Regions from separate parts of the Rattus norvegicus genome. Here region 1 is linked to region 2. A link is a contact called in public Hi-C data. All regions are on one chromosome and are shown on one strand. Each heading gives the region's core, a stretch centred on a gene start, on an enhancer-like site or on the middle of the called end of the contact. The rest is flanking DNA. Distances are from core to core; before and after follow the strand shown.

Region 1 (5,711 bases), core at 2,387-4,886, 530 kb before region 2:
TACTTTGCTGCTGGCTTGAGACTCCTACTGAGGTAAAACTAAAGGCAGTTTTTGTGTAGAGCCTTAGATTCGGTGTCCTTAAAGCATTCTACTGCTTCTCTGTCCCCTCCAGTCATGGTCTCCTGCTTTGCATTTCCAGGTCATTAAAACACCGATGACCAGCCAGAAGACATTTGAATCTCTGGTTGACTTTTGTAAAACCTTAGGGAAGCATCCTGTTTCCTGCAAGGTAAAGCATGGGTAATGTTTATGTCTGTTTTCCGTTACTATAGTAAAATACCTGAGGCAGGGTAACTGTGAAGGTGGGGCGGGTGAAGTGTTACTTGTCTTGCAACTCAAAAGCTTCCGGGGCAGGATGCCAGCATCCATTGAGCTCTAGAGAAAAGTGTCCTCTAATAAATACATCAACGGTAATGCTACTGTGTATCTTCAAGTAATAAACTACAGAGTTGGGCATGCCCTGGGGCAAACATTTGGAAACACTGTAGATCTCCTTCCTATATCTGAAACATGCAACATGCTGGACAGCCCTAGGATGGCTGTGAATTGAGCTTTCTCCTGTCACTGGTACAGATGCCCTCTGTCCCTAACAGGGACATTGTGACACAGCTTATAGCTATATCTACTGTCTGACACAGAAGCATTTCTGATCCGTGTTCTTTGTGTCTGCACATATTATCTGGAAATCCCTCCTCAAAAGCTTGAAGCACTCAGTCAGACAGGCTCCCAGAAGGCCTCAGGATCTCACACACAGAGGTTCTTCCATTCTCTGAGGAGACCATCTTGGCCCTAAAGTTGCTACCTGCTGCTCTGATAAAAGAACAGGTCCAGGAAAGCCCCAACTTTGTGCACTTCCACCCCCCACCCCCACCCCAGCCACTACCTTCTTACGTTGATGTGCTTTGAAATACGATTACTATTTTCTACCTTAATAGACAGTCGGTAGGAGAGCACAGGGGTAAAACCCCACTGCTATGACTAAAGTAAAATATTCGGATGATGTAAAAGAACAGAACAAAACTAGGCGGGTGGCTGTTGTTGTTGTTGTTACTGTTATTGTTGTTGTTGTTATTGTTTTAAAGAAGACTACCTTCCTGACTAGTGGACCAAGCACATGAGTCAGCTCTCTTTAGCTACAGGACCTTGTAGTGCCAGATGGCTCATTCAGAGATCTAGTAAAACTACACTTTGGTTTTTGCTTGGTTTTGTTGGTTTTGTTTGTTTCGGAGATTCAGTATAATACTGAGTTCAGACTTAGGAGTATTGTAGAAAGCAAACACAGGACATCAACCACGACGGTGAGATAGTGTGGATAAAGAAGACGACGGTGACTTATTTGTCAAACTCTGACAGTGCAGTGTCTGTGAGAGCAGAAAGGCTGTGAGGTCAGGCTAGAACGGCTGGCATCTCTGCCCCGTGGAGACAGACAGCGGCAGGGGTGTTGAAGTGAAGGGCCATTCGGACCCTGTTGCCATGGTGGCCAGTTTGTTTTGCATGCAGTTGGGTTAGCTCTGAGATACACTGAGATATCCCAGGGGTGGCTCGGGGGAACCTGGGCAGTGCTGCTGCTTGGATGGGGGCCTAAGACTGGGCCGACTCCTGAAAGGGAAGTGGAGGGCAGGAAAGTGAAGGATGCCTTACAAGACAGAGGAAGGAACTTCACAGCACATTGCAAACATGTGGATGAGAGAAGTCTGGCAGTGGAATCCAGGGTGAGAGGAAGTGGCCCATAGGGAACAAAAGGTCAAGCTTAACGAAGTCACTTGTCTTTTTCTCTCCCCTCCATCAGGACACTCCTGGATTTATCGTGAACCGTCTCTTGGTGCCATACCTCATAGAAGCTATCCGGCTGCATGAGCGAGGTACCTGTCCTAGGCCAGACAAGGGCCTGCAGCTCTCGGGCTGTGCACGCGCAGGGGGATGGGTGGGTTGTACAGAGCCCGGGAAGAGGGTTCAGCCTTCTAGCTCTGCAGGACTAAGCTCAGCTTGGCCCTGGACTTAGGACCTTTGTCACCGGGTCCCCAGGGTCCCAGGGTCCCTATGAGACTCTGTGGTAGTCCAGGCTGCAGTAACTTCGTCAATGGAGCAGATCTCCACCCCGACCCTCTGCTTTTCGTTGAAAGTTTACTGTGTGTATGTGGAGGGGTAGGGGTGACGTTGTGGGTGGGAATGGGGATTGATGAGGAGGTGACCCACTGCTGAGAGTGTCTTCCGCAGGGCCCAAGATTGCTTCCCAGATCCCTGCATTCATATTAGGCAGCTCATACCTACCTGTGACTCCAGCCCCGAGGGACCTGAAATCCTCTTCTCAGCTTATGCACACACACATGCATGATACATTACACACACACACACAAAACACACACACACACACACACACACACACACACACACACACACCAAATAGTAAGAATTTACTGCTTTCAAAATAGATAGTAATGGAAAAAATAACCAGGAGATGGGAAATGAATGGATGAATGGCGAGGCTAATACTGTAAAGGCGTTGTCCCGATAGAAAAAAATTAGGATGCACTGTTTTATACCTCATGATCTGAAATGTGCTCCTTCTCTTAAAAAAAAGTATTTGTGTGTGTATGTGTATATACGTGCCTGTGTGTGCATGTGCATGTGTGCATGCATGTGTATATGTACGGGGGCATGTGTGTGCATGTGCACATATGTGTGTGTATGTGTACATGTGCATTTGTGTGTGAGTGGTGTTGTGTGGGTGCATGGTGTTGTGTATGTGCATGTGTGTGTATGTGTGTATGTGCGTGCATGTGCAATGTGTGTATGTATGTGTGTGCATGTGTATGTGTACATGTTCATATGTACACACCTGCATATCATGTCATGATGAGAAGACAGCTTCATGGGTCAGTTCTCGCCCACCTTTATGCGTGTTTTGAGGTCTCCAGGCTTGCATAGTACATGCTCTTACCTGTTGAGCCTCTGCCTGACCCTACAGTGTCCCCTTCTAAGGTTGACAAAGAATGACTCTGCCTGCTGTAGAAGCAGAAGCCTCAGGATGTGGTCCACAGTGAGGACAGATGTGTGCTCTCCCTGCCTGTTTCTGAGGGGAGAGTGTGGTGTCTACTCTGAAGGCAAATATGTTGCAGGGACCGGGCAAATGCAATTGCTGCTGTTGATGTGAGAGGCTTCGCGTACAAACTCTCAAGGATGCCACTTTCCAAACAGAGCATTTACACTGCTTCTTCCCAGTAGAAGAAAGCACGTTTGCCTCATCCAAACTGGCTTTTAATATTAAACTGGCCTCTGTGCTTTACGGAAGCAGTTGCCTTCGTTTACTCCAAGATCGAACCAACACTTCTCTGTTTATCTTCAACAAACGCGCCTGATTACACCTCAGAGAAAGTCTGTGGTTTGTCGGCCTACCTTGAAAACCATTTGGGTTCTCTCCCTCCCTCCTCCCTCCCACCCCTTCACCCCTCCTCCCCCCTCCCGTAAATGTAATGTTTCAGAATGTAGCAAACTCCATGGCGGTTTTCTCTCTGAAACACCTTGTCCTTTGATACCGCTCCTGTGTGCCAAGCATCTGGTGGGAAGTTGAAAGCCATTTTCTTCATGCCCATTGCCCCTCGGGATTACTACACACTTTCTGTGTTGCCTCAGAGAAGGCAGGACCTGGCTCAGGGCATGCTTTCAGTTTGCTCTTGCTGTTTCGCTGGGTGGCCTGTCACTGCTGGCCCTGTGGCCTTTCTCGTTTTAGCTTTCTGGATCCTGTGTCAGAACGTCTGTCTGTCCTGGGGTTGCTAAGTGTCATGCAGGTATGTTAGCAGCATCTTAACTGTGGTCTGAACTCTTTGCCCCTTGGTATTCAGTTGGCCGCCTCTGAGGAGTGCTTAGACGGGAGCCCACTCTGGGCTCTGCATTTCCACTGAAGCCTTTAGATGCACTCACTGTTGGTTGCCAGCTGTCACCTTTGAGCCTCCCTGTCAATGGTGCTCCTCTTCTCTCCCAGCCCTGCCTCCTCCTTCCAGGCCACCACACTGAGGCTCTGCCACACCGAAACCCTAGTTACCTTATACTTTCTCAAGTCTTCCTCCTACGTGATGCTTGCTGAGAAAGCGTACATTGCCCAGAAAGTGGAGGAGACACTGCTCCTGGTTTCTGTCCTTGTTCTCTGCTGGGGCCTGGCTTCTGCTGGCGCTCTGGCTTTGTGTCCTAGTTCCTTCGGGGAGAATTTTTCTGTCCCACGCTATTGATGCACTGTGTGTGTGTGTGTGTGTGTGTGTGTGTGTGTCTGTCTGTCTGTCTGTCTGTCTGTCTGTCCCTGCTGGTTGGTAAATGCTGTTTTGATGGTAGGGCCTGTAAGGATGTCTGGGAGTCTGTTTAGGCAAGGGTTCAGAGAGCTGAGCAGCTGCCAATGTACCCTGGGTGCCCACTACACCTCTCGCACACACCCTGTGTAGAAAGAGTCATGGAGGGTCACTGTATTTCTGACCTCTGACAGCCTCCTGCGGTAGGCCTTCACAATGCCTTTCCCAGCTGTGTGCTGTCCCCAGACTAGTGAAGGCCTGGCAGGTACGGTGAAGTCCCAGCTCTGAGGGCAGAGTGCTGTAGGCTTGGGAAGATGCTGTCCTTGTTATGTGCTCACTCAGCTCTGGAAGCATAGCAAGGGCGTGCGGTTAGCTCTTGGGAAGGCTGTGCTGTAGCCTGGGATGTCATGGACTTACCTTCTAGCCACTGTAGGGTGTCCTAGGTGCATACAGAGCACCCACCGCCAATCTCACTGCCTTGCCCTGGCTGCAGAGAAATACAGCAGGTCTCCGGGAGCTTGTATACAAGCAATGGCTGGGAACTCTTCCACCTCACCCTCAGGCTCTGCCATCGCCTCCGCAGACATCATTCCATAGCCCTACTTGCTGTCCCTGAGGCCTAAACTGGGCATAATCTGTCATTGCTCTCTCTGGTAGCTCTCCCTAGGGCTGTTTGCTTCCCTTCTCTATGGCACGACACATCTGACTTCCCAGATGTCTTCTTTCCTGGGGCATGGTCAGAGTCCTCATCTTCATGTCCCCAACGGATCACTCCAGAGTGGGGCTTCAGCCATCTGTCAAGCAAGGAGTTTCTGGCAGGCCTCCTCCTTGCTGGTCCTTGGAGCTGGGGCTTCTGATTGTAATGTTGGGACTTGCCGGCAGGTGGCGCCAGAGAGCCAGAAAAAGGAGACAATCATGGAGGCAGGTCCCTGGTCTCAGGCTCTAGCCCCTGAGGAAGCTTTGCCTCATCGTCCTCAGTAAAGTTAAGGGCCACATACTCAGGGGAGCTAGAGAGAGTGAAGCAGAGCTTTGTGTGGCCTTTTTTTTTTTTAATGGAGGAACAGGGGCCACCAGGTTCTCAGACTCCTGGGCACTAAGGAGCATCTCTCTTGGCCGGCATCTTGTATATGTTGCTTTTCTGTCTTTTTCTTTTTGCCTATTTACTATGATTTAGAACTGTGCTGACTTTGTATATGAGTACTGTTTTTCTTTTCTTTTTTCTTTTTTCTTTCTTTCTTGTTTTTCGGAGCTGGGGACCGAACCCAGGGCCTTGCGCTTGCTAGGCAAGCGCTCTACCACTGAGCTAAATCCCCAACCCCCCGAGTACTGTTTTTAAAAAAATACTTTGTACTGATCAGTAATTTTGGAAACCCAGTAATAACCCTCAAGTGAGGGTCTGAATTGGGAATTATAATCTTGCCTTTGCCTTTG
Region 2 (6,198 bases), core at 3,342-5,841:
CACACACACACACACACACACACACGACATAGAGACGTATCCCCAAGTGCGATGAGTGAATAAAGCTATGCTTTGTAAAGACATTTTAGGGCTGGAGAGATGGCTCAGTGGTTAAGAGCACTGACAGCTACAGTGTACTTATATATAATAAATAAATAAATCTTTTTTTAAAAAAAACTTTTCTTTTAGGTAAGTACACTGTAGCTGTCTTTAGACACACCAGAAGAGGGCATCGGATCCCATTACAGATGGTTGTGAGCCACCATGTGGTTGCTGGGATTTGAACTCAGGACCTCTGGAAGAGCAGTCAGTGCTTTTAACTGCTGAGCCTTCTCTCTAGCCTCCAGAAGTCCATTTTTAACTCACTATATTTTTGTTTGGTTTTGAGACAGGATCTTATTTTTCAGCTGTTGTTGGCTTTGAACTTGTAATGGCACGTTTTAGCCTTACAGTTGCTGGGATTTCAGGTGTGTGCCATCCACACCCATCTTATGCTCATTTTATTGTTTTCTTTTTCTGGGTAGAGTTTCTCTCCATGTAGCTCTGCCTGTCCTAGAACTTGCTCTGTAGACCAGGCTGGCCTCGAACTCAGGGATCTGCCTGTCCTTGCCTTTTAAGTGCTGGGATTAAAGGCTTGAGCCACTGGCTCACTATTAATATTATTTTTTTGAAGTTCTACTTTTTTCCCTTCTGTACTTTGGTTTCTGCCCATGTCCTGCTGAAATGAATGAATTAAATTACCAAAATAATTACGAGCACAGGATGCCTAGTAAGGATTCAGATCTGTTTTCGGGTGATTATAATACCTGGTACTGGACATGTAGGTCACTAAAGACCAGCCTGCGTTTGTCAGATGAGGTGCTTTCTTTCCGTTTTACTGCCTCTGATGTGTGAGAACTCCCCTGCTACTTCTGTGTCTGCCCCATCCCCACCTTTGATCTTTCGTATTTACTTTGTAGTACCCTCCTCACCATGTGGGTAAGTCCCTAGGCATTGCAGTGCTCTCCCTTCTCTTTTAACTTTGCTCTGTGAACTTCCTATAATTTTATTCTACATGGGGTCGATATGTGAGGGCATTTCTTTTTTCTGGGAAGAGAATTTATAGGTTTTTTTTTTTAATTGGCTTTATATGGAGGTCTGTGACCTTTCCAAAAACAAAACAAAACAAACACCCCCCCCCCAAACCAATAAACAAAAACAAACGAGCCTTCCAAAAACCAAAAACCAAAGCAAAGCAAAAAAGCAAAAGACGGGAAGCCTAGTGTGGTGGTACAAGCCTTTAATCCCTGCATTAGAGGAGGAGACCGGAAGATTCTTGAGTGGGAGGCCAGCCTGGTCTACTAAGAAGACAGCCAGAGCTGCACAGAGAAACACTGTCTCAAGAAAAAAAAAAAAGACCAACCAAACAAAAAACCAATAATAATAATAATAATAATAATAATAATAATAATAATAATAATAGTAGTAGTAGTAATACCATAATACCACAATAAACAAAAACAACCAACCAACCCAAAAGCCCAGATCCTTACTAGCATATCACACCCAGATGCATCAACTCCATAAGGGTCCTCCAGTGCTCACGTGACAGCTACTGCAGTCTGATGACGCTCCTGCTTGAGCCTCCCGCGTGCCAAGCATAGGCCTATGGGTCTGCACCTGGCTGCTAAGCTTTGTGGAGGGCGAGAGTCATGCGCTGGTTACCTTGGAGCCAGCAGCAGCACAGAAGAGAGAGCTCATCCCCGCTACTTACCGCATCGATGTTTGGGGAAAGGATGGAGGAATGAACGCTGTACAATACCAACACCCGCCTGAAGCCCAGTGACCGTAAGCTCCGCTGGGAGAGGGAGGAAAGTGTGCGAGATCAGATCGATGTCTTCAGAGCACGTGCACAATTTCCACAAAGCAAGTATGGAGTAAGAAGCGAAGGTGCAAGACAGAAAAGAGAGAGAGCGCGGAGACAACAAGGCTATCTAACGCTCCTGCCCAGCTCACTTCCTTACTTCTCTGTAGCTATCAGTAAGGACGGTATCTCAGTGGATATTATAAAATCTGCTCTGTTTCTTAGAAATAGCACCTTGGAAAAAGTATAGAGTGACCCACAGGCAGGAGACGACATCTTTGGACTAGTGATGTTGGAGACATAGAGCAGGAAATAAACCAAAGATTCATGGAGGAAGCACAATGGTTGGGTGACACACTGAAGGGTTTGAAGCAACAGAAGAGACTCACTGTTCCTGCCAACACAGAGCTAATGGGTCCTACTATGCCAGCTGGTGAAAAGTTCTGAAAACTCAGTAATAGAGCAGACATTGTCCCTGAACTTCTGACACCGAGTTTCTGGTCATAACAAATATCCACCGTCACTTGGATCCAAGCAGACCTGTACTGTACTATAATCCGGCTAGTCCCTAGGGAGCATTGGATTCTCTGGTAGATGTGCTGGTATTAAAACCAGGAAGTAACTGGCATCTTCTAACTGGGAACTCTTTAAGCCTTTTAAACATAAATTAACATACATGTTACATACAGATGTTGTTTGAATATAATTGGTTAATACTTGTATTTTTGGAAAAGGCATAATTTATAATTTCATCACACACACACACACACACACACACACAAACACACAAACACACACGTTTGTTTTTATGTTCCTTTAGACTTTCTTCAATACACGGTGCCTCATACAATGAGTGAGTCAATTCTTCACATACCTCTTTTTTTTTTTTTTTGAAATTCTGGCTTGTCTTCATTTCTAACCTGCTGTGAACATCTACCCATTTCAGGAAAAGCAAACTTCTCTGACGTCACATGCACAGTTCTCCAGTATTTCACTGTATGGATACTTCGCCATATATTTATCTAATCCACCCATTGTCAATTTGGTATTTTAAAGTTTTAGATATAGAGATCTTAGTTTAAAAAAATAATGTCTCTTAAAACTAATGATGTCTCTCCTAATTGAGAACTTTTCAGAGGCTGGCGTTTTAACTCAGCCCAACATATTGAAGCAGTAGGTTCGGTCCTGGCCCCTTCTAAAAAAGAGAAAGAAAAACAGAAATAACTAAGCAGAGAAAAGGATCAGGCAGTGTCATTCCAGCTTCGAGAGTTAATGAAATACAGGTATGGCACGACACAGCTTGGCTTGACATCCATACGTATGCTTTTGAACAACACTTAATTTTTACAGCTGCCTCGACTTTGCCTTGAAACACAATCTCACCTTTATAAAACTCAAATGCACTTTCTCCGTGCAAAGAGGAAACAAACTCCTTTTGTCCATTATTCGGTAATAACCATTCCCTTTCCTTCTTTGTTATCTAAGAAGTAATGAAAGGCTAAATGTTAATAGGAAATTTTATTTTACATCTTGTGGAGGAGTAGGAGACAGAAAAATAAAACTACTGCATAAAATATTTGCATTAAAGTAAGGAAGAATGGTTCTAACTATGGTGATGATCATGTGTGTGTGTGTGTGTGTGTGTGTGTGTGTGTGTGTGTGTGTATGTATCTGCCAGTCCAACAGTCTGTACTTCATATTCCTGTTGCTCATAGCAAAACTGATAGCAGATGCTTTTCGTTTTCTGACTCCTGCTGTGGCCCAAATTTTAAAATCCAAATAGCCTAAGCCACTAACATTTCTACCTCTATCGGCTTGTCATGTTTCTTAAGCTTTTTATTATAGGATATGGGAATAAGAGGCACTGCAGGGGGGCTTCTGTATTCTAAATACATTTTTCTGTGCTTGCTATTTTTATAATAGTAACCCATTATTTCCTTGATTGATCAGGATTACTGCCTCTAGCCAGTAAAGTCCTTTTGTATTTACATTTGATACCTTGACAGGAGGACACATGAAGTAGTCAGGCGATTTCCTTTCCAATTTTAGTATTTATGCTACCGAAGCCATCACCCTACTAAGCAGGTAATCAAGCTGAGAAACCAGAGTGACTTCAAGATTTTTGGCCTGAGTAATTTTTTTTTTCCAACACGGGTGATTGGGAAGAGGCAAAGCTGAGAGAACTACAAATGGTTCAGAGTAATAAATATTTCGTTCTGTTATGGACATTTTTTTTTAATGGAGATTATATTACTTTGGCAATTATTGACCATTAGCATCGCTATACAGCATGCAGAAAAAGTTCAGCGAATTAGAGCCTTTTCAAGACCCGAGGGAAAACCTCCAATATTAAAAAGGAGCACATAACTTTCATTCATCCTTCAGCCCTGTGAACTTAAGAATTTCCAGCAGCCAATCAGCCCCAAGTGCGTTGCGTCAGCAAGTGGGCGGGGCAGTGAGGATGCAAATCTCTCCGCTTCTCTGGCTTGGCCACGTAGGACGCCTTGCAGGTCCTGGAAGATACATAATATACAATTATCTCTCAGCAAGAAAAAAGTTCTAATCCACACTCAATCTTAAGAATGCTCATTATTATATAGTTTAAAAATATATCCACTAACAGGTTAATGTATTTTCTTTCTGTCCTTCTACAGTGGATAGCTTGTCTACTTCTGACTTCTACGGACCTGTGGTCCTCGGCTCACGCATGCGCAATAGCTAGGGAAGGCGGGCGTGTTTCCGGGCGGCGCGGGAGGCTGGAGGCCAGAAGGCTGGTCCTACGGCTGGGGACATGGAGACTCTGTACCGAGTCCCGTTTTTAGTGCTCGAATGCCCCAACTTGAAGCTGAAGAAACCGCCCTGGGTGCACATGCCGTCGGCTATGACGGTGTACGCCCTGGTGGTGGTATCTTACTTTCTTATTACCGGAGGTAACTCGGCCGTGATGGGTCCGGTGGGCGCGCAGGCTGCTCGCTCCGGAGGCGCGTGGCCGCTGAGCCCGTCTGCGGGCAGAGCGGAGCTCGGTTCACGCCTTTCCCTGGAGAGAAATGGTCTCCTCTTTGCCCGCCCTCTCCTTCGTGAGCCGAGTTGAATATACTTGTCAAGCCCAGCTAATTCTTATTACTTGCTATACATTGTTTGACCGGGGTCTTGGGAATACCATTTTCGAATCACTGTATTTCTGTGGTTGGTCGAGAGGGTGTGGAACTCTTAAACTAGTCTTGTGGTCCCTGGAATCTTGGAAGAGATTTGACAACCATTGAGTCTGTTAGCTCAGACTCCAGGGGCTTGGGTTGCTTTATGTCAAATCACAGGAATTAGAAAGGAACTTACCGAAACCACGGTGTTTGAGAAATACGTGAGACTGGAATTAAGGATTGCAAAAAGTTGGTGTTTTGGGGAGGGGCGGGGGAGAAGATGGGACTCAGAAAATACAAGGAAAGCAGCGCTTTTCGGATATCTGTCACCGAATCCCTTATGTGGAAAATGCAAAGGGGTGTGGCCTTGTCTATTGGTGAGTTGGCAGTCGGTCTTTAGAGAGCACCCTTTGGAACGCCAGTTCCAGGATTTCTTAAGGATTGTGCTTTTGGAATTTAGGAAGTAGTGTACTTAATTCAGAAAATTAGAAAGATCTTAGGTTAGCAAGAGTAGTTCAACTTTTTTAGGGAGTGTGTGTAGACATTGCTATTGCTTAAATGTTTTCTTAGACTACTTGGCATATTCGAAGCGGTAGAAGACGGTGTTTAACTGTAGAGTTGACATTCTATGTAGCTTACATTAACGGAAATGCTAAATGCCACTTTAAGCATTTGTTGTGGTTTAAGAAAAAAAGACATTACCTGTTGTGGCGTTAGCATTAACTTTTGCTCAGCACATTAAGCAGTGAATATGGAACTTAATGCACTTGGCTTTAGAAACTTAATGTTCATTCCTACCGGCCTGTTTCTTGACTTTTGCTTCCTTTGGAGACAGTTTTTTCGAGAAGCCCCAGCTTTGCATTGGGCCACAATTTTGGTGTTTTTAAAATGGGGTTGGCGGAATTTAGAGCAGAGACTGAAGGAACGGCCATTCAGAGCCTGTCCCACATAGGTACACAGTCTATGGATATACAGCCACCAAAACTAGATAAGATTGATGAAGCTAAGAAGTGCATGCTGACAGGAACCGGATATAGATGTCTCCTGAGAGACACAGCCAGAGCATGTCAAATACAGAGGCGAATGGTAGCAGCAAACCACTGAACTGAGAACGGGGGAACCCTGTTGGAGGAATTAGATAAAGGATTGAAAGAGCTGAAGGGGCTTGCAACCCCATAAGAACAACAATGCCAACCAACTAGAGCTCCCAGGAACTAA

Evidence for each region. Hi-C and Micro-C count contacts between places; a contact is called where the count stands out from the background.
Region 1: a contact with region 2 is called in a Hi-C map of liver, with 5 times the contacts expected there. The contact joins the enhancer-like site here to the promoter of Ostc in region 2. A contact is called at or near these places in 7 of 12 Hi-C or Micro-C datasets (the A7r5 cell line, the Rat2 cell line, Schwann cells and 4 more) and 1 of 1 datasets of contacts at active chromatin or transcription factors (oligodendrocytes).

The regions. Positions count from the first base shown.
Region 1 is chr2:222,466,011-222,471,721 of GRCr8, reverse strand. Hadh (hydroxyacyl-CoA dehydrogenase) reads left to right here. Exons shown (of 8, transcript NM_057186.2): 5 at 140-229; 6 at 1,790-1,862. Among named protein-coding and RNA genes, the nearest start is that of Hadh, 36 kb to the left of the region's middle. Within about 2 kb of position 3,636, at least 1 of the 93 cell types and tissues checked has an H3K27ac peak or open chromatin away from gene starts, as enhancers often do. A contact at or near this core is called in liver, where this site is marked.
Region 2 is chr2:221,938,646-221,944,843 of GRCr8, reverse strand. Ostc (oligosaccharyltransferase complex non-catalytic subunit) reads left to right here and starts at 4,591. Exons shown (of 4, transcript NM_001108566.1): 1 at 4,591-4,773. The coding sequence starts at 4,635.